5 separate regions of the Mus musculus genome follow, and all the other regions are linked to region 1. Evidence: chromatin contacts called from public HiChIP or PLAC-seq, Micro-C and promoter capture Hi-C data. All regions are on one chromosome and are shown on one strand. The core of a region is the stretch at or near the end of the contact, and the rest is flanking DNA. Distances in the headings are between cores, read along the strand shown.

Region 1 (3,628 bases), core at 703-3,202:
CCTGTTGTGTGTGTCTGATATGCTTAAAGCTTTCCTAGCACTGTGCTCAGCTTTCAGAGGGGCCACTGCAGTATTCAGTCCACTGCACGTACCATCTACCTCCTGGTGGGCCTCACCTGCCAAGGGGGCTGGCCCTTCTCCTTCTGCCCGGAGCCCTCCAAGCTCAAGCCCAAGACCTTTTTGGGCACTACCCACCTGCTCCTCTGTCATCAAGCCCTCAACTACAAGCACTTGCCTCTGTCCCCCGCCCATCTGTGAAATGCCAGGCCTCTTAAGGCTGCTAGGCTGGGCTGAGCTCTGCTGGTTGAAGGGGGGGGGGAGGGGCAGAAAGTTCTTGGGCTTCTTGAGTGGCATTCGGGGGACTCAGACACTGAGAAGGGCACAGCTGATCAGAGCCTCCTTTTTGGGTAACTGGAAGCTGTTCTCAGCTGCAGTACAGCTTTAGCTTGGAGTGACACCACTTTGAGACATGAAGCACTGGGGGACAGGGCCCAAGGCCCTTTCTGAAGTAATTTCAAATATAGAATCACTTTTTTTTCCCTGGCTAGAAAAATTCAGCATGGTTTTTTTTTTGGGGGGGGGGTGTGTGTATGTGTGTGTGGATATACCTCCCTCTGGGTGAGCCCTCGGTATGCACAGAATCCATCTGTCTTAAGCAAACCAAATCATTAGCTGTCACCTATTGCTGGATGGCGTTACCCCAATGCGCGCAATTCTTCTGACCATCCCCATTCAGTGGAATGAGCCTTTGCTATTCATTTCATCCGCAGTTTCAAACCAGCCCCAGGGGCTGGGTGAACGACAGAACCGCAGTTGTGAAACGACCATTTATTGAGGGGCCTTCTAAGGAACCCAGACCTCAGGGTAGGCCAGGAGGGTGCTCTGCCGCTTTACCTCACCCGCAACCCAAGAAAAAGGACAGACGTAATGGCTCTGAGCAAGACCAGCTCCAACTTGGATAAGGAAGCGCAGAAGCAGCTCTCTAGGTTCATAAACAGTCTGCCACCCCAGCCAGGGCCAGACGAATGCACGGAGGAGGTGGAGTGACAGGATGAGAGGGGCAGAGGGACCCAGAAAGATCTTGTCCCCCATGCCAAGTGACACAGAAGGGAAAAACAATGCAGGAGGTGGCCCCGGGAAATGCTCATGGGGGTGGGGGTGGCTTGGAGGTGGGAGCTGTGATGAGGTGAATCGGGCAGGGGTAGGAGAAAGATGGCGGGGGCTGGAGGGGGAGGGGTGTGGTCACCAAGTGGCCAAGGTCCCTGCAGCGTGGACCCCACAGCACTCCCGAAACTGGCAGGAGCCTGGATCAGGGTCAGGCATTGGGGCGCTGTGTGGGAAAGGTAAGTGACGAAGTGGGAGGGGGTATAGAATCTGGAGAAAGGGACTAGGAGAAGAGGGGTTGGTGTGGTGACAGGGCCTCATCTGGGGCCCCGGCGGTCATACATGCAATGGTTGGCAGTGACAGCTGGGTGGGGGGGCACGGCCTTTGCAGTGGGGGATGGTAGGCCATGGGCACCAGGCCCTACTGGGGGCAAAGTATCTCTGCGGTGATCCGACCCCAACGTGAACAGGCAGCAGGCAGGGGTGCAGGCAGACAAGATTGGGGGGGCATATGGGGGAGGGGCCATGCAGTGATGGGCATTGCGCGGGCAGGCCGCACGCAGTGAAGATCAGGGTGACGGCCGGGCACTCACCGCTCTCCTGCTCGCTGCCCTTCTTGGCGGCGGCGGCGTTGCCCATCGCGGCGGCGTCGCGGCCGGGGCCAGTCCCGGAGCTGCGACGCGGCGGGTGCTAAGGTGGCCGGCGGCCCCGGAGCGCGCTGGGCAGCGGAGGCGGCGGCCCCTGGGGCTGGCTGCGCTGGCTGCGGCGCCACGACCCCCGCCCAGCCCCTGCTTCCCGCGTCTCTCTGCGCCCGCCCGCGGGGGAGCCTCAGCCCAAGTCCTCTGTCCGTGACGCCCCCGCAGCCCACCGCCCATTGGTTCAGGCCTCCCTGACTGACAGCCCTACGCCGCTGTCCATTGGCCCTCCGGAACCCTCCCGCGCCACCATAGGCTCCTGGATGAGTGACGCGAGTTGCAGACTCTCCGCCACTCACGGGCTCGTGAGGCCGCAGTCGGGCGGGCGAACGCACGTGATTGGCCGAGAAGCCCGAGAGGGCTTGGGGCTGCCCCTGCGAAGCCGTCGATTGGCGGAGACAGGCGGCCCCGGCTAGTGTCAGTCCCGGGGTGAGAGGGCGGGGCAGCGGCTCAGGCTGCGGCCCGGGCAGCGGGCGGGGCGGAGGCTGCGGCGGCTGGAGGGTGGCTGGGTGGCAGGCGCTGCGAGGTGCGGGAGGCGGCCCGGCGGACGCCCGTGCGGCAATGTGCGCGCTGCAGTCTCCCGCCCCTGCCCAGTGCGGCAGCGGCCACGGGCCAGAGGTTGACGCCACGGCGGGCCGGCGCAGCGGCTGTCCACCTGCCAGGGGGGGAGGGGCGGGCTGGCGCCGAGGGTCAAGGGTCGCCGGGCGCCGTTCGGTGTCATTCATAAGGAGGCCCGACACTGGGCAGCCGTGACCCAACTAGCTCGGGGTCCGCTTTGGTTTGCTCGCGACACAACTGGAGCTGCAAGGGGATGTTGGACCCAGAACTGAGGGCGTGCTGGGAGGAGACTCAGAGTATCTACACTCTTTGCTAAGGCTCAACCCTAGGCCCCTGAAAAGTAGTAACTACGGACGCCAGCCAAGTGCATTACTTCTTGTACCTTGCACGTTGGGCCTGCCATACTCCCATTTTATGGAGGCTCGGTCAGGCTAGTTCCTTGCTCTTAACTAATCTCCATTGCCTAGACATGACCAACATAACCTGCCCCTTTTGGGCAGGAAGAGAGCCGTTCTCCTTCCTTCTGGATGCTCATCTTTAAATTTTGTTTTTATGCAATGCTGGGGATTGAACACGATGCATACTCCCTGCGAAGTAAGCATTGTACCACTGAACTAGAACCTCACTCGGTGTTCTTTCAAGTCTGCACTGTCAGAACGTGGTCAGTTTCCCACCTTGCCACTGACACCAGGGGCCTGAGCACTCTGCTGGAGGGTCTCCTGCACACTAGGTTGATATCAGAACCCCACCCTCACACTCTGGATGCTGGTACTCTTCCATCTGTCTGCTGCCTGGGACAACACAAACATCTCCAGATACTGCTAAATGTACTCTTGGAAACAAATTATCCCTACCCTCACCAGAGCTCTGTAATAGAGGGTGGCCAGGGTGGACGGTGCTGGGTGGACGGTGCTGAGTGGACGATGAGCTACCTCTCCTGGACTCCAAAGGGTAGTTGACTCTGAGGTACATATACCTATAGACTCACTGCTCAACAATGCACAACCAGCTTCTAAGCCAATAACTATATGTACTCCTGCTACTAGGTCAGCTGCAGTCCCCGAGGGGGAAAGTACCCTGCCAGAAAGTACGGTTCCTCTGGATTATGCGAGTTGGCTGAACAGACAAATACTCCATCTCTGATTTGGGGAGTTTTGCCACAGCTAAGTGAAATTATCTAAATTGTGGCTCTGTGTGTCCTTGGGTCACAATGTTGCTCTATGCCTGTGGGTCAAGGTCAGAGTGAGAAAAAAATCACTGGCCGCCATCTA
Region 2 (3,628 bases), core at 630-3,129, 440 kb before region 1:
CCACCCATTACAGAGGAGCTATGGACCCCTTGTAAACTCTAAGGACCTGACCAGCCCAGATAATTCTGGCCCTCAACAGACTGGAGCCTGAAAAGCCAAGAGGCACATTTGGGCATGGCAGGGTGGCCAGCCAGCCTGGGGAGCAGGGTGTGTCCCCCCCCCACACCAGGAATCTGGGTCATGCTTAGACGGCAGAGAAACCTCAACTCTACCCACCCGCGCCTGCCTGCATCTCCCCAGATGCTAAGCATGTCCTCTTCCAGGTTTATGGGAAGCAAATGAGGACTTCATGGAATCAGGGGCACTGTGTGTGCAATCAGTCTCCGCAGAGGAAAAACGGCTTTTTGCCATTTTTCTCTGGGTCTTTCATGGAAGGGGGATTGCCTACCTGCCCAAGATGTCTATATGGAGGCTGACCCTCCTGGTGTTCCTACCCAGGTCCCCAGTGTATGAGAAGCTAAACCCAAGCCCACAAAAAGCCCTCCAAAGGGTCCCCACTTCTTTTCCTTCCTTCAGCCTTCCCTCATACTGAAACAACACACCTCAAATCTTCCCAGGCCATGGGCCTCACCAGATGGATGGCATTATGTTTCTTTACACCCCAAAAAATAACGCTGAAGGGGTTCTGATCTGTGACAGGAGAGAATGGAAGTTGCACACAGGGCTTCTGATGATGTGTCCCTCAAACCACTAAAAAAAAAAAAACCAGTCCCCAGATGCAGCTGGTGGCCCACCCAGAGCCACTAACTGAGGGATGGCTTCTCTACGGCCAGGCCACATGGTATCCTATACCCTAGGCCTGAGGATCCCACCTTGGGTGGAAGGCCAGGGTTGAGAGATCGGGGTACTATTCCGAAGGATTTGAGGGAGACATGTATGGGTTCTCTTACCCTGTAACCCAAATCGTCCAAGCACTGGCCCAGCTAGGGCTCCATCAGAAGTCAGACCCCATCAGAAGAGCCCCCATCAGTGTCCCCGCGCGACCCGACCCAGGATCCAGACCTTCGGTCTTCACAAGGAACCACTCACTCCCCCAGTCCCAAGCCTCCTAACTACTCGCAGGCTCACTCTGCAGCGGCAGCCCAGCAGGCCTGGAGGCTGCCTCCCTCAGCTACCGGGCCCCCATCTCCAGCCCCTATCCGCCGAGAAGCCCCCCAGCTCCCATCAGCCCCCAGGTCTCTTTCCCAGCCCCGCAGAGGAAAAAAGAGGAGGAGGAAAAGGAGGAGGAGGAGGAAGAAGAAGAGGAGGAAGAAGAGGAGGAGGGGAGGCGCAGCCGCTCGGGCTGGGGCAAAAGGATATGGCCATTCAGTGATCTTTTTGGCGTATTTTCTCACCACGTTGTCTTCACTGAAGAGGAACAGGGAGCGGTTGACCGTGAGGCAGTTCTGGCGGACAGGGATGGGGTTGTAGAGGGCCATGGTCCGCGCTCTCTGCGCCATCGACTGCTTGTACATCCTCTGCGCTCCGGGCTGCCCGCCCTGCCGGCTGCCCCCGGCTCCTCGGCCGCCCGCGGCGCCCACGACCACCCCGGCGGCCGGCCCTGAGCCTCCTCCGCCTGCGCCGTAGCGGCCCGGCATCTCGTCTCCAAAGCGGGCCATTCTGCAAAGAGCAAAGGGCCTCGGGTTACGCGGCGGCTGCTGTTGCTGCGGCGAGCGCTGCGGAAGCCACGGCCACCGCCACCACCACCACCACCACCGCCGCCGCTGCTCAGGCTGGCCGGGCTGTGGGGACGGCGGCTGCACCTGCGACTGCGGAGACGCTCCACGGCCCAGCCCATCGGGCGGCGGCGCCCGGCCTCAGCTCGGGGGGCTCACGAGCGGGACGGCCCGGCCGAGCCGGGGAGCGCGGCTCGGGACATGCCGGCAGAGGCGGTGACCCCGGGCGGGAGGAGGGGTGCGGGGGAGGGCGCGGGGGCGGGGCGCGGGGGAGGGGCGCGGCAAAAATAACCGGGGACGCGATCCAGGCGATCCCCGGCCACCCACTCCGGAGAAGAAGAAAAAAAATTTTTTTCAGTTAAAAAAAAATCAGTTAAAAAAAATAGTGTAAAAAGATCAGCTTTTTTTTTTTTTAAAGCAACGCTCCAATGCACACCCCCTTTAAAACGCGAAGTCTAAACGAAGGACGTCCCCCCTCCCTTGGACGCAGAGACTGGCTTCAAATTCCTCCGAGGTCCGGGTCAGCTTGGCATCTTGCTAAAGGCGTGGGCTCGGCCCATTAGTAAAAAAATAAAATAAAATAAAAAGAAAAGAATTAAATAACAAAAAAACAAAACCAGGTCTTTGCTATAGGAAGAGGGTGGCAGCGAAGGATTTGTCCGTCTGTTTTGCTGACTTTCCTAGACCTGGAAAGAATAGAAAATTCCTGAAAACGCTGCAGCCCCTCCCCCAAATTCAACCCGACTGGAGAGCAGAGGGCGGAGGAGCGGGGCGCAGGGGCGCGGCGGGGCTCGGAGGCTTCAGGGAGCCGCTGGTCCCCGGCTTTGAAAAAAAGCCGATCTGTTTTCCTCCTGATTCAGCAGCCGCCGGCTCCTCTGCGCGCGGAAGCGTGTGTGCGCGCAGCCAGGCGCGGCGCAGCCTCGGCCGGGGGGAAATTGCAGCAGCGCAGTCTTGAAAATTCCCCACGGGGGGAAGGAGGCGAGAGAGCGAGCGAACGAGCGAGGGAGGGCGGTGCGCGCCGCTCGGCAGAGGTTCGGGCTGCGGCAGAGCCTGGCAGCATCCCACCCCCGGGTGCCTCCCTCCCTTCCCCCCAGCTCCGCTGAAAGAAGAGGTGCGGGGTGCGAGGAGGGAGCTGCCCGGCCGGGAGCCGGGGCTAGATCGCGGCCCTGCGCCCTAGAGCAAGACCCACCCGGCGACACGCGCAACCAATCACCAGCGCGAGAGCAGGCGCGGCCAGGCGCGCAGGGGGAAGTCGGGACAGAGTCCTCCGGCACAAGGGACCTTGCTTGCCACCCGAGGTCCGCGTCGCTGCCTAGAACGAGGCGTGCCCAACAGGAAGGAAGAAACTTAAAAGACCAGAGGGTTTGGTCTGGAGACTTGGTGCGGGTGGCCGACGCTGAACAAATGTGGGTCTGTTGAGCAGAAGACAGTTTTTATGAGCTAGAAGAATGGTTTGGGGCACTTCTAGGAAGGCTGTGGGTCCCAGGGGGCCAATCCAAGCTAATGTATAGGAGATCCTGGTGGCAGCCCCCGTGTGAGCTCCCAGGAGCAGACCACTCACTGAGACCTAGGGTGTTAGGCGGGGGCTGCTGGCCTAGCTCGGTTTGGCCCCTGCTCTATAAGGCACTTGGATCACCCCACCTGCTTTTTTTTTTTTTCTTCCTATTTGGAAACTCCATGAACACAGAGAAAACTACATAAATCACAAATGAACAAGTTGAGGAATTGCTGCGAATGAACCCTCCTGGAAGCCAGCTCCCCAGAAACCCGCCTACAGGCCTACACGGGGGCCAGTGCCAGTATAACTTCTGCCTGAGCATTCTGCTAATTCTTTTAGCTTTATTTATGACCTTGGCATGCCTTCCTCGGCAGGAGTTATGCTTTGCTCCTTTTGATCTCATAATAAGCATCATTCTGCAGAACCTGTGGGTGACACATTTTCTTTGCTGTATAATACTCTATAAAGAAAAGTC
Region 3 (3,628 bases), core at 639-3,138, 380 kb before region 1:
CAGTGTACTCACATACATAAAATAAATAAATAAGTCTTAAAAAGAAAAAACAAAAACAAAACAAAACACTTTCTTGGCCCTAAAAGTTTCTTTCCTGAGTCAGGTGGTGGTGGCACACACCTTAAATCCCAGCACTCTGGAGACAGAAGCAGGAGGATCTCTGTGAGTTTGAGGCCAGCCTGGTCTACAAAGAAAGTTCTAGGACAGCCAGGACTACACGGAGAAACCCTGTCTCCAAAAGGCGGGGGGGGGGGGGGGGGGGGGAGCGGCGGGGAATCTTCTTGCTGAAAGTCTGTGCGAATACTCATTGCAACCTTTTAAAGGTCTCATTGCTTCTGAGAAAAAAAAGCAAGAAGAGCATGAATGCGGAGAGACCGAAGAGGAAGGGTGGGGAGAAGCCCTGGAGAGGCACAATCTAGGTGCTTTGGTTACTAGTGAAGGACGGATTGGATGGGTTGGACAGTGAGTGTGTGGGTGGAGGAGGGAGAGGCAAAGTAGGCGAACGTGGGAAGACATATGGTTGGGGTAACTGATGCATGGGTAGACATACTGAGTGAACAGGTGGACACATGCATGGGAGGAAAGCCGGATACATGGCAACACCTAAGGGTGAGGAACGCGGGTCAGTTTGCCGCCGCCCATAGATGCTCAGACATACCACCAGGTGTCGCCATAACCTTAGGAACTACCTCAGAGGGCACGTCAAGTAGGCCTGCTTCACATCCAGCCATAACCTTAGGAACTACCTCAGAGGGCACTTCAAGTAGGCCTGCTTCACATCCAGCCTACCAGACGTGCTCAGGCCCACCTTGCATTCGTTCCCGCCCATCAGCACCCACAGGCTTCCCCTTCTCCAGGAACAGTGGCAGCTGCAGATAAGCAGGGTGACCACACACACGCAGCCTCCCTGGGATGGCAGGGTATGAAGACTGAGGGACTTAAACTGGTTCCTGTCTTGCTAGCATCAGCGGCTCCTGCTGTTACTCATGGGTACATCACAGCCATCAGTGTCAGCCCAGGAAACCACCCCAGCTTTACACCTTTGAAATAAAATGTTATTAAGCCCTAGCAATCCGCTTAGAGATGCAGTGGCAAAGGGATTGTTTGTAGTTGAACCTTTCTCCAAACCACTTCCCATTAGCTATCAGCGTAGCTCGTTCCCTCACAGCTGGGCCAGAGTACCTCTGAAGGCAGAATTTCCCAGCCTTTCCCAACATGCCCCACCTCCCCGCACCCTACCCAAGTCCCCAGAGAAAGCACTTGTCCCCTCTGCCAGTCCTTTCTGGCTCCACTGCGCACAAGGGATCCGGGTCTTTTACAAAGCCGGTTCAGAGTATTCCAGGCAACCTTAAGGCAGAGGGTTGATGGACTGTCAAGGGACAACTGGAGTCACCCACACCATATCAGCGCATTCTATCCCCTGAAGCTTGCCAGTTCAGGCTTGGCTGGCCCACAAGCCCCGCACAGCTCCCTTACAGCCTGCCCCGTGAATACTCACTCCCACTCTTTCCTTCTGGCCTGAGGGGTGCTGTGCATTTTGTGCGCCTGGTGGGCCAAGATGACATCCCGGTGGTCCACCACGCCACCACGCCGTTTCAGAGTTGGCCCCTCGAGGCTTCCGCTCATCTGCTGTGACCACGGGACATGCAGAGTCCTGGATGAGCCTGCCAGGGTGCAGTCCGTGCCTGGGTACCTTGGGCTGTGCAGGAGCTCATGACTGAGGGGAGAAAGCATGGGGTCAGAGCCCCAAGAGGCCCTCGGCATCCATGGGCCTCGCTCAGATATCCCAGGAGAGGAAACTGGAGGGAGAGAGGAGACAAGGAGAGCAGAGTGAGAGAAACTGAGGGGAGGCCAGGGCTGTGCGCGAGCAGGTGTGAACAGCAGAGGCCACCCCACCCTGCGCCCGGAAGTTCAGCGCCCCAGGCCCGGCTGCCAGGATTGAGTATTCCCTTGGCAACTGGGGGGCAGGAAAGACACTTCTAGCAGTTGCCGGGCAACACAGGCCATGGGTTGAAAGGGCGCAAGGGTGTGGCTGATGCTAAGCAATAGAACTACCTAGCTCCAGATCGAACTGGGGTGGGGTGGGGAGGGGTGGGGGAGGGGTGCTTTCTCACATCTAGATGCTCCCTTCTGCAAAGTGGACCCTCTAAAGCCCTTGCTTTCTGTGCTCTGGACCTGCGTCCAGTGGACTTCAGATCCCTGATGGCAAGTTCAAACTCAGTTGCACTGGACCAAGAGGCTGGTCCTGATCTGCTTCCTGTGTAGTTAGAAAGCACACCGAGAGCCTGTCTGTTAGTTTCTTTGTCTCGATGTTTTATTTATTATATTCATGTGTTTGCAGTGTGCATGGGGCACTGGTATGTGCATATATGTATGCGGAAGCCAGAGATCAACATTAGGTGCTATTCCTCAGGGGCTACCACCTTAGTTTTTTAGACAGAGTCTCTCACTGGCCTGGAATAGAGTAGACTATGCTAGCTGACCAGTGAGCCTAGTCTAGTCTGCCTGTCTCTGCCTCCCCAGCATCATGATTCTAGCTTGTACCACCATGCCTGGCCTCTGTCCCCACCCCCACCCCCACCCCCGACATGACACACACACCCTAGGGATTGAACTCAGGTCCCAATATACTAAGCTATCCCCCTAGCCCTTTATTTTCTTCTTGTTGTTATTTAAATTGTGTGTGTGTGTCTGTGTCTGTGTGTGTGTGATGGGTGTATGGGTGTGCCGTGGGCCATCTGTACTGATCAGAGGACAATGCTGTAGGCATCAGTTCTCTCCCTCCATCCTTGGGCTCCAGAGACTGAGCTCAAGCTATCAGGCTTGGTAGCAGTGGCCTTTACCCACAGAGCCATCCTATACCTTTCCGATTTTGCTGTTTTTTTATGTGCACGAGTGTTTTTCCATGCAGTCTGTGCATTGTCTGTGTACACACCCTGGGAGGTAAGAAGATGGTGCTGGATCCCCTGAAATGGGATCCTGCCCATTGTTAACCACTATGTGGGTGTGGTGTGAACTCCAGTCCTCTGCAGGAGCAGCCAGAGCCTTTAGCCACGGAGTCATTTCTCCAGTCCCTATTTTACTAATTTTTGAGGCTGTCTCACCTTGCTGCCAAGGCTAGGCTGAAACTCACAATCTTCTACCTGAGCCTGGACAGTGCGAGGCTTATACATACGCACCACCATGCCAGCTCTTTAATCTGTTACTTTGTCCTTGGTTTAATTCTATTTACTTGCAGTATGGAGGCAGAGTCGGAGCACACCACGCAAGGACTCGACTCCCAGCTCTTTTTCACTTTCTGTTTCGCCAAGTTTGTCATGAAACTTATTCTTGTAGCCCAGGCTGGCCCCAAACTTGTGATTCTCCTGCCTTAGCCTCTTGAAAAGCTGGTATGGCAGACAGGCCTGTACTGTCAGCCTGGCTTTTTTTATTTGTCACCACAGACTTACAGAGACTGGAGACATAATCCTACAGACGCCAAAGTCTCTCTAGGTGACCTTGGACACCTAGAGTGTGAATGTGGCTGGCACACTCTATTGTTTAGGAAGAAAATCACATGTGGGTGTTCAGTACAGACTCAACCATGGGCACTGAAAGCTTTCCCCTGCCCATGGGGGCTCTGTGTGCC
Region 4 (3,628 bases), core at 489-2,988, 300 kb before region 1:
AAGTCATCTCTGAATTCGCGGTTCCCCCTCTCTCACTGCCACAGACTTTTTCCTGGGAGGATACAGCACACAGACATCTACTCATCCTTGAAAGAGAACCCACACAGACCAAAGTAACCATTGCACTGAAGTCTGATGTCCTACAAACGACATCCTACCAGGGTTATAAACAGGAGTGTGTGTCAGGGTTGCTTATAAGAAGGGTTGACTCAAAAGCAGGCCCTAGAGTCTCTGCTCACACTGTGAGTCCCCTCGCCCTGTCATTGACTCTTTATATAAAGCTGAGCTCAGGGGCCTTCAAGAATCTTCCATGTTACTAACCTTTTATTTTTTAATAGACCTGGCAGAAATGAAGATATCTAGAGAGACTCGTCCCCACATCTCTCAATCTATCAGACCATAAAATAATGAACTCCAAAGAAATGGGAATTTCCCCAGGAATCTCATGGTGGGCAAAAGAAAGGGCGCCAGCCAGAGGGGGAAGAGAAAGTCTTCTGGAAAGAGATTTCACCCAGTTCTAGGTTTTGCAGACCAACTTACAGGATGAGACTGAAGCCCAGACAATGGTGGGTCAATGGTGGGCGGGACCACACCTTGACCAAGACTGCTTAGATGTGAGATCCTTGTACCTTTAAACCATGATCTCACACCAGAACTTAAGAGTGTCCCTTCCCCGAATCGCTTTCTAAAGTGCCACCATTGAATAAACCTCTTTTTTTCTGCTTTCTACTTTTTTGGTGGGGGTGGGGGGGCAGATTTTTTTCGAGTCAGGGTTTCTCTCTGTAGCCCTGGCTGTCCTGGAACTCACTCTGTAGATTCAGAGATCCACCTGCCTCTGCCTCTCTAGTGCTGCGATTAAAGGCGTGTGCCACCGTCCCCCGGCTTTGCTTTGTACTTTTTGTTTTGGGTTTTTGTTTTGTTTTGTTTTTTGAGACAGGGTTTCTCTGTATAGCCCTGACTGTCCTGGAACTCACTTTGTAGATCAGGCTGGCCTCGAACTCAGAAATCCACCTGCCTCTGCCTCCCAAGTGCTGGGATTAAAGGCGTGAGCCACCACGTCCGGCATTGCTTTGTACTTTTAAGATTTATTTACCTGAACAGGTGTTTTGGCTGCATATATGTATGCACCACATACTTGCCCAGAGACCTACAAATATCCCTCTGACTCTACTTCCCTCAGTCGTGGCACACTAGCACTCACCCACACACATACATATGTATTTTTTTGAGACAGTGTACTCCTGACAGGCCTTTGATTATGTAGACTACCTGCCTCTGCCTCCAGAGTGTTGGGATTAAAGGTGTTGGCCACCACGTCTGGTCATAAACATAATTTTTTAAAATCCATAAATAAATAGCCTGGGCTGTATTGGTAATCCCACTACTTGGATATCACAAGGCGAGTCAGAAATTCAGAGTCATCTTCAGCAATATAATGAGATGCAGGGTCAAACTGGGATACAAGAAAACCGGTCTCAAACGTCAGTCAAATCAAAGCTTAAAAATGACGAATCAGCTCCTTCGAAAACGCAACCGCCAGGGAGGGCTGGGCGGTGCCAAAGTAGATCTTCCGGGAGGAAGCCATCTCCAATTGGACCACTCCCGGTGGGCGGGGCTTCTAACGGCTAGACAGGCCTGAATTGGTCAGTCTGCAATAGCCTCAGCCAATCAAGATGACGAAAGTGCCTCGCTCCAGCTTGCGCAGGCGCTTTTGGGCCGCAGAGGCGGGCGCTCTGCGGGTTCCTGGCTCCGGGTGTGCTTCCGGGCTGGTGGAGGCGTGACGTCAGGGAGAGGGCAGGTAGGTACGGGGTGAGGACCGGTCCGCGACGGCAACGGGGGTGGCAGGTCCTCAATCCCACCACTGCGTCCTGGCACGGGAGATGCTGTATCTGCGGACGCGAGCGGGTTCCCAGGGCCCAGCCTCCGTTTTAGGCCAATGGCACCTCTAGGCGTCTTCATGCTGAAGATGAGCCCTCCTAGCCTGAATTGAAACATAGTGCTTGGGAACAGTAGCTTGGGGGCCGGCAAGGTGGCTTAGCTGGTAGTGGCGCTTGTGGCCAAACCTGACAACATGAGAGTTCGACCCCTGAGCATGTTGAAAGAATCGATTCTTGTAGGCTGTTCTCTGATCTACATTCTCACTTCGTTGCACACTCTGCCAACACACGCAGAACAAATAAATGTAATTTGTAAGGGGCTGGCGAGGTGGCTCCGCGGTTAAGAACTTGACCTGCTCTCTAGCAGAGGACCAGGGTTCAGTTCCCAGAGCTCACAGCTGCCTGTATCTCCAGAGAATCCAACCCTCTACCCTTTCCGGTCACCTGAACTCACTTCTGCACACACATACACATAACAAAAATATTTTTTATAGTTGTTAGTAAGTAGGAGAAATTTGAAATTGTCACTTTTCTTTGTCCCATGCCTGTTCTTCTCAATACTTAACACCTGTCATGACTCCCAAAGGCAGTCTCAGCGGCTGAATCCTTTAGAAAACTTTTTTTTTTCCCCAAATGGAGAAACTGGGATCCAGGTAGCCCCTGGCCCAGAGTCAGGCAGCTAGGAAGCAGCAGAGAGGAGATTGATGCCCAAGCTGTGGTCTGCTGTGGCATTTGAGGTCAGGAATGACCCTTGGCACAGAAGAGCCCCTGTGCATCCACCTGAGCAGACTGGGTGTAATCTGGCTGTGATACTACCTGTGGTGATTAGCCATTTAAGACTTCAGAAGCTGAGGCTGGAAGATCTGGAGTACTAGGCCAGCCGGGATTACACAGAAAGGCATGTCTCCAAAACAAACATGTTCAACATTGTAAAGCAGACCCCAAGCACATAGCACTTCAAGCTGGGTGTCCACACTACCAGCCCATACACTTTTTCATTATAGCAAACCCCAGAGTCACTCCCGCTCCCATTTCCCTCTGTTTTTAATTTTTGTTTGTTTTGATTTTGCTTTTTGAGACAGGGTCTTCCTGTCTGGTTCTGGCTAGCTTGGAACTTGGCTTTGTGGACCATACTGGTCTCGAACTCAGTGTGTACCCTCCTGGTTCCACACACACACACACACCCCGAATGCTGGGATTAAAGGCATACACCATCACTCCCTGGTCTGTATTCTCTTCTGACAGGCGATGAGCAGGCACTCCACAACAGTCAGACCCAGGTCCGCAGCTGGTAAAGAATGGAGCTTGAATTTAAACTCAGGTAGCTGTGCCTCGCAAACCTGGCTGGGCATTGAAGTACTTGGCCACCAAAGGTATCTGGGTCAGGACGTGTGATGATGACTCAGTAGGTGAAGACACTGACACCAAGCCTGGCTATCTGAGTTCCATCCCCCATGTGGGGGAAGGAGAGAGTTAACTCCTCCTCTGACCTGCACACAATGGCACAGTCACACCTGGACACACACACACACACAATGTTTTGTTTTAATTTAGGGGTGGAGAGATGGCTCAGTAGTTAAGAGCACATACTGCTTTTCTGGAATATCTGAGTTCAGTTCCCAGTCCCCATGTCAGGTGACTCAACGGCTGCCTGTAATTCCAGCTCCAGGGAGTCTAATGTCCTCTCCTAGACTCTCTGGGCACAAGCACACACTATTTAAAAATAAATTTCTCTTTTAAAAACCTTACCC
Region 5 (3,628 bases), core at 431-2,930, 270 kb after region 1:
AGAACCTGGCAAGCAGGGCTCTGGGCAAAGCTTTCTCCCTGCCAACTCCCTCCGTGCCCTCCTCATCTGTAAGATGGGTGGGTTCCTTGCCTGATATGCAAGGGACCATGAACATCCTGGCTTTATTATGAAAGCAAGGGGCGTCTCTCTTTTATCAATCTGTAAAAAGGAAGTTAGATGACTAGTGTGGCAAGCTATTTAACTCACTCCACCAACATTTGAGCTATAATGAGGGTGTCAACTTGCTGAAGCAGCGAGTGGCAAGTGACCAAGGGCGGCAGGTGACACAGGACCTGGTGGGCTCCTCCTGGAAATGTCTAGACTTTAGGCTCCGTTGGTATGCGGTTTGGGGAAGAGACTGTAAGGAGGAGGCGGCTGGGGGACAAGGAAGGAAGCCTCTACTGTAGTCTTGAGAGTTCAGTGATGGAGTATTGGGCCTGTTCAGGGCTTAGGAAGATGAGTTTGGGTGCCCCCCCCAAATGATAGGGTGCAGAAGAAAAGCCATCCTGTAAGTCACTCACTGGCCACCACACATTTGGCTTGGCATGTGTGGTACATGCACGTGAACACACTCAATAAATGGTATAAAGATTAAAATAGGAGTTGAAGAGATAGAAGCAATACTACTCTTGTAGAAAACTCAAGTCTGGACCCAGCACCCAGGTGGTGCAGTCCACAAACAGTTTATAACTTCCTTTTAGGGCATCCCATGTCTTCTTCTGACCTCCAGAGGCACCCACACACATGTGCATAACTCACACAAAGAAACACATATATACACATGCAAGAAATTAAATATGAGTCTTTTCTAGCAAATAGTATAAGATTAGTCTTTTGGACAGTAATTAAAATCATTATCTCTCCTACCTTATAGGACTTTTAAGGAGATGTTTTAATCCTCCTCACCCAGTAAAACTTTTGTTTATACAAAGCGCCCCCCCCCCCCCCGCTCCATTCTAGGAAATTGATCGCTTGGAGCAGTGACCCCTTTCCCCTTCAATTTCCTCTGCGCCAATTTTCTCAGACTAGCCAATTGAATAAGACTGCGAGGTCACCTGAGTTAGAATAGAAACCATATGCACTTCCTGTCTTCTCTTTGCTTTTCCGCAGCGCACTGTCTTGATGAAGAGTAAAGTTTGCCTTGTTCGGACATTTCATTTTGAAGGATGGTCTCTTTCTTTGCCACCCCGAAACTTATTCCTAACACACATGAATCAAAATAAAGTCTTTAAAAAAATGAGCTAAAAGTGACAACTGCTGGCATTTATTGTGCACTTGGGATCTATACACTTGCCCTACTCTTCCTCAAGTTTTACAGACATCCTAGTCCTGAGGGGTATTGTGTTCCCCCAAGGCCCAGGACACTGGGATTTGAAGTCAGGCTCTCCCTGTGTTTGCCTCCCGGGAAACGGGAGGGAGGATGCCTCTGTGCAGCTGGGCCGTGTGTGTCGAGGGTGGTGGTGGACGGTGACCATTGCATTCAAAGGGGTTGGAGGCGGGGGACAAGGCCTCTGAGGCTCGCGGTCGCTTAGGCCCGCTCAGAGTCCCCTACGCTACAAGGAGCGCTTGCCGCACCCCACAGCCAACAGGGACCCTATTTCCCCGCTGCAAGCCCCGGGGGCCGCCGGGAGCCCCGCCCCCGCCCCGCCTCCTCCCCAGGCGCGGACCTCGGCGCTCACGTGACCCACCCTGCAGCCGCTGGGGCCGGAGGGCGCAGCTCGGCGGAGGCCTGGCCAGGCCGGGCCGAGCGCAGCAGGCCGGAGCGCGCCGCGCGCCTGGGAGGGTCTGGGCGCCGCGCCTCCCGCCGCACCCGCCCGCGCGCTCGCAAGCCCTTCCTTGGCGCTGGGACCCCTGGCGGGCGGCCGGAGGACATGGCCGGCGACGCCGTACAGGTAGGCGACTTGTCCGCACCCGCGGGGCGGCCAGAAGGCGCGGAGGACCCCAGGCACGGGTAGAGTCCCGGACGAGGTCCCCATCGGGAGCCCGCGCGGGCCCTTGTAGCAGGTGGAGGCGCCGACCGGGTCGGAGGAAGGGGTGCTGTTCGGGATTCTACCCCAGCATCCCCTCCTTTGGCCCTCCCCGAGAGTCAGCGTGTGTAGCGGGGTCCCCACTTCGGTGTCCGAGGCTAGCTGCGGATCCCGGTGCCTGTCGTCCCCACATCCTACTCTGGGTCCTGCAGCGTTCGGTTTCTGTCAGGTGCCGCTTCACCTGGAGCAGGTGCCTGGCACCCTGCCCCGGACCGGAGGAGTGCCCGGCCCGATCCCCTCCCCCGCACAACAAAGCCCGGGCCACCCCCGCCTGCAGACGTCTTTACGATGGTCTTGACGCCACCCAGATGGGCACCTGTTGGAGGAAGTGTCTAAGTCACTTCACTAGGCCTGAGGCCGGGTTCCTCCTTCCGCCTTGTTCCCCATAACCACCCTTCAGGCTGACAGATGGAGCTGTAACCCAGGTGGGGCGTGTCCTGTCACACAGACAGGAAGGATTTTATGTCTGGAAGGTGACAGGGCTGGGTCTCTACTCCCTCGCAACAGACACCTGTGACTGGCATCTGCCAGCCACATGGCCTTCCCTGTGTGACCTGTTGGGCGTTACTGAAGCAGGGTCAGGGTCGGGGTGACTGACTCCCCACTCTAATTCAGTGGCCCAAAATCTGAGATCTTTGTATCTTTGTGGCTCCATTAATTCGTCACCATGCAGTCCATTGTCCTGTGTAACTGGTTCTCATCTCCTTCTACACCTGCCCCCATGTCTCCCCTGTACCCTTCTGTACCCGTCTTCCCCAGTCCTGCTGATGGCCTGCCGGCCTTGCCGAGGAGCTGGGCGTATCTGGTGCTGCCGATCTCACAAGGTCAGACCTCCAGGCTGATGCACCGGTGCCGGCTCCCCTTCAAGCCCACTGAGGGCTGTGCAGGGCTGTCCCAGTACATGCATGTGCTTGGTGTGTCCCGAGTAGGACGCACATGGAGGCTGTGATTCCCAGAATGAGGCTGGACCTACATCTTGGTCCCCGTCCCGTCTTCTCCCTTATGTTCATTCCCGCTTGGACTTGCTGCCTGGTTCCACCGTCTCCGTGCCTGTCTGTTCTGTGTCTGGCAAACGGATGTCCTGTCTAGATTCTGGAAACGCCCCAGGCATTGAAATCTCAGGAAGTGGGGTTTTGGGTTCCTAGCCACTTTGCCAAGAGGGTTTCCCCAAGGTGACAGTTCTTGGTCTGCTGTCTGCAGATCTGTAATGGCAGGTGGAGAAGCTGACCTTCTAATTCCTCAAGACCAGGCCAGGCGTTTGCCCTGCTGCCCTCAAGTGACTCCTTGTCCCTGGGCAGAAGTGAGTCACCGAGGAGGAGGACCCAGGAGGCCCTGCCTCCCTGCCTGCATGCTTTTCACATTCCCAGGCCTTCTCTGCTGGAGGTGGGGCCAAGGACCTTCACCTCTCCTCTTTGCTTGAGCTGGCCCTGCTCCTGGCTGTGTACCTGCTTTGCCTGCTGGGTTGGGGGCGCTGGTGGGCGACAGTGGGTGGGGCCTGGTCATGACAGAGTATTGTTCAGTGAGGCCAGGTTTAAATACCAATGCTGCCTTCCCTAATGAGTTCTTGGGTCAAACACTTTTACCTTACAGAGTCTTGTTTC

What was found. Promoter capture Hi-C pulls out the DNA fragments that hold promoters and counts their contacts. Hi-C and Micro-C count contacts between places; a contact is called where the count stands out from the background. HiChIP or PLAC-seq counts read pairs in DNA pulled down with a chosen protein or histone mark.
Region 2: a Micro-C map of embryonic stem cells shows a contact between it and region 1, with 7 times the contacts expected there. The contact joins the promoter of Cacna1a here to the promoter of Prkaca in region 1. A contact is called at or near these places in 1 of 39 promoter capture datasets (hippocampal neurons) and 1 of 484 Hi-C or Micro-C datasets (embryonic stem cells).
Region 3: a contact with region 1 is called in an H3K4me3 HiChIP or PLAC-seq map of embryonic stem cells, with 6 times the contacts expected there. The contact joins the enhancer-like site here to the promoter of Prkaca in region 1. A contact is called at or near these places in 6 of 39 promoter capture datasets (the 3T3-L1 cell line, the HPC-7 cell line, HPC-7-derived erythroid cells and 2 more), 2 of 484 Hi-C or Micro-C datasets (embryonic stem cells and pro-B cells), 1 of 115 datasets of contacts at active chromatin or transcription factors (embryonic stem cells) and 2 of 9 other capture datasets (adipose tissue and embryonic stem cells).
Region 4: a contact with region 1 is called in a promoter capture Hi-C map of hematopoietic stem and progenitor cells. The contact joins the promoter of Ccdc130 here to the promoter of Prkaca in region 1. A contact is called at or near these places in 20 of 39 promoter capture datasets (the 3T3-L1 cell line, the C10 cell line, the HPC-7 cell line and 12 more), 1 of 484 Hi-C or Micro-C datasets (the HPC-7 cell line), 7 of 115 datasets of contacts at active chromatin or transcription factors (the 230-238 cell line, bone marrow-derived macrophages, effector CD8 T cells and 4 more) and 2 of 9 other capture datasets (adipose tissue and liver).
Region 5: a contact with region 1 is called in a promoter capture Hi-C map of embryonic stem cells. The contact joins the promoter of Pkn1 here to the promoter of Prkaca in region 1. A contact is called at or near these places in 17 of 39 promoter capture datasets (the C10 cell line, the HPC-7 cell line, HPC-7-derived erythroid cells and 11 more), 2 of 484 Hi-C or Micro-C datasets (B cells and bone marrow-derived macrophages), 18 of 115 datasets of contacts at active chromatin or transcription factors (SST interneurons, bone marrow-derived macrophages, craniofacial prominence and 13 more) and 2 of 9 other capture datasets (adipose tissue and liver).

The regions. Positions count from the first base shown.
Region 1 is chr8:83,971,302-83,974,929 of GRCm38.p6, reverse strand. Prkaca (protein kinase, cAMP dependent, catalytic, alpha) reads right to left here and starts at 1,952. Exons shown (of 10, transcript NM_008854.5): 1 at 1,698-1,952. The coding sequence starts at 1,743.
Region 2 is chr8:84,413,615-84,417,242 of GRCm38.p6, reverse strand. Cacna1a (calcium channel, voltage-dependent, P/Q type, alpha 1A subunit) reads right to left here and starts at 1,879. Exons shown (of 47, transcript NM_007578.3): 1 at 1,300-1,879. The coding sequence starts at 1,598.
Region 3 is chr8:84,354,996-84,358,623 of GRCm38.p6, reverse strand. It overlaps a transcript of Cacna1a not described here. Among named protein-coding and RNA genes, the nearest start is that of Gm23626, 24 kb to the left of the region's middle. Within about 2 kb of position 1,888, at least 42 of the 459 cell types and tissues checked have an H3K27ac peak or open chromatin away from gene starts, as enhancers often do. A contact at or near this core is called in embryonic stem cells, where this site is marked.
Region 4 is chr8:84,268,512-84,272,139 of GRCm38.p6, reverse strand. Ccdc130 (coiled-coil domain containing 130) reads left to right here and starts at 1,738. Exons shown (of 10, transcript NM_026350.3): 1 at 1,738-1,798.
Region 5 is chr8:83,697,231-83,700,858 of GRCm38.p6, reverse strand. Pkn1 (protein kinase N1) reads left to right here and starts at 1,680. Exons shown (of 22, transcript NM_177262.4): 1 at 1,680-1,892. The coding sequence starts at 1,872.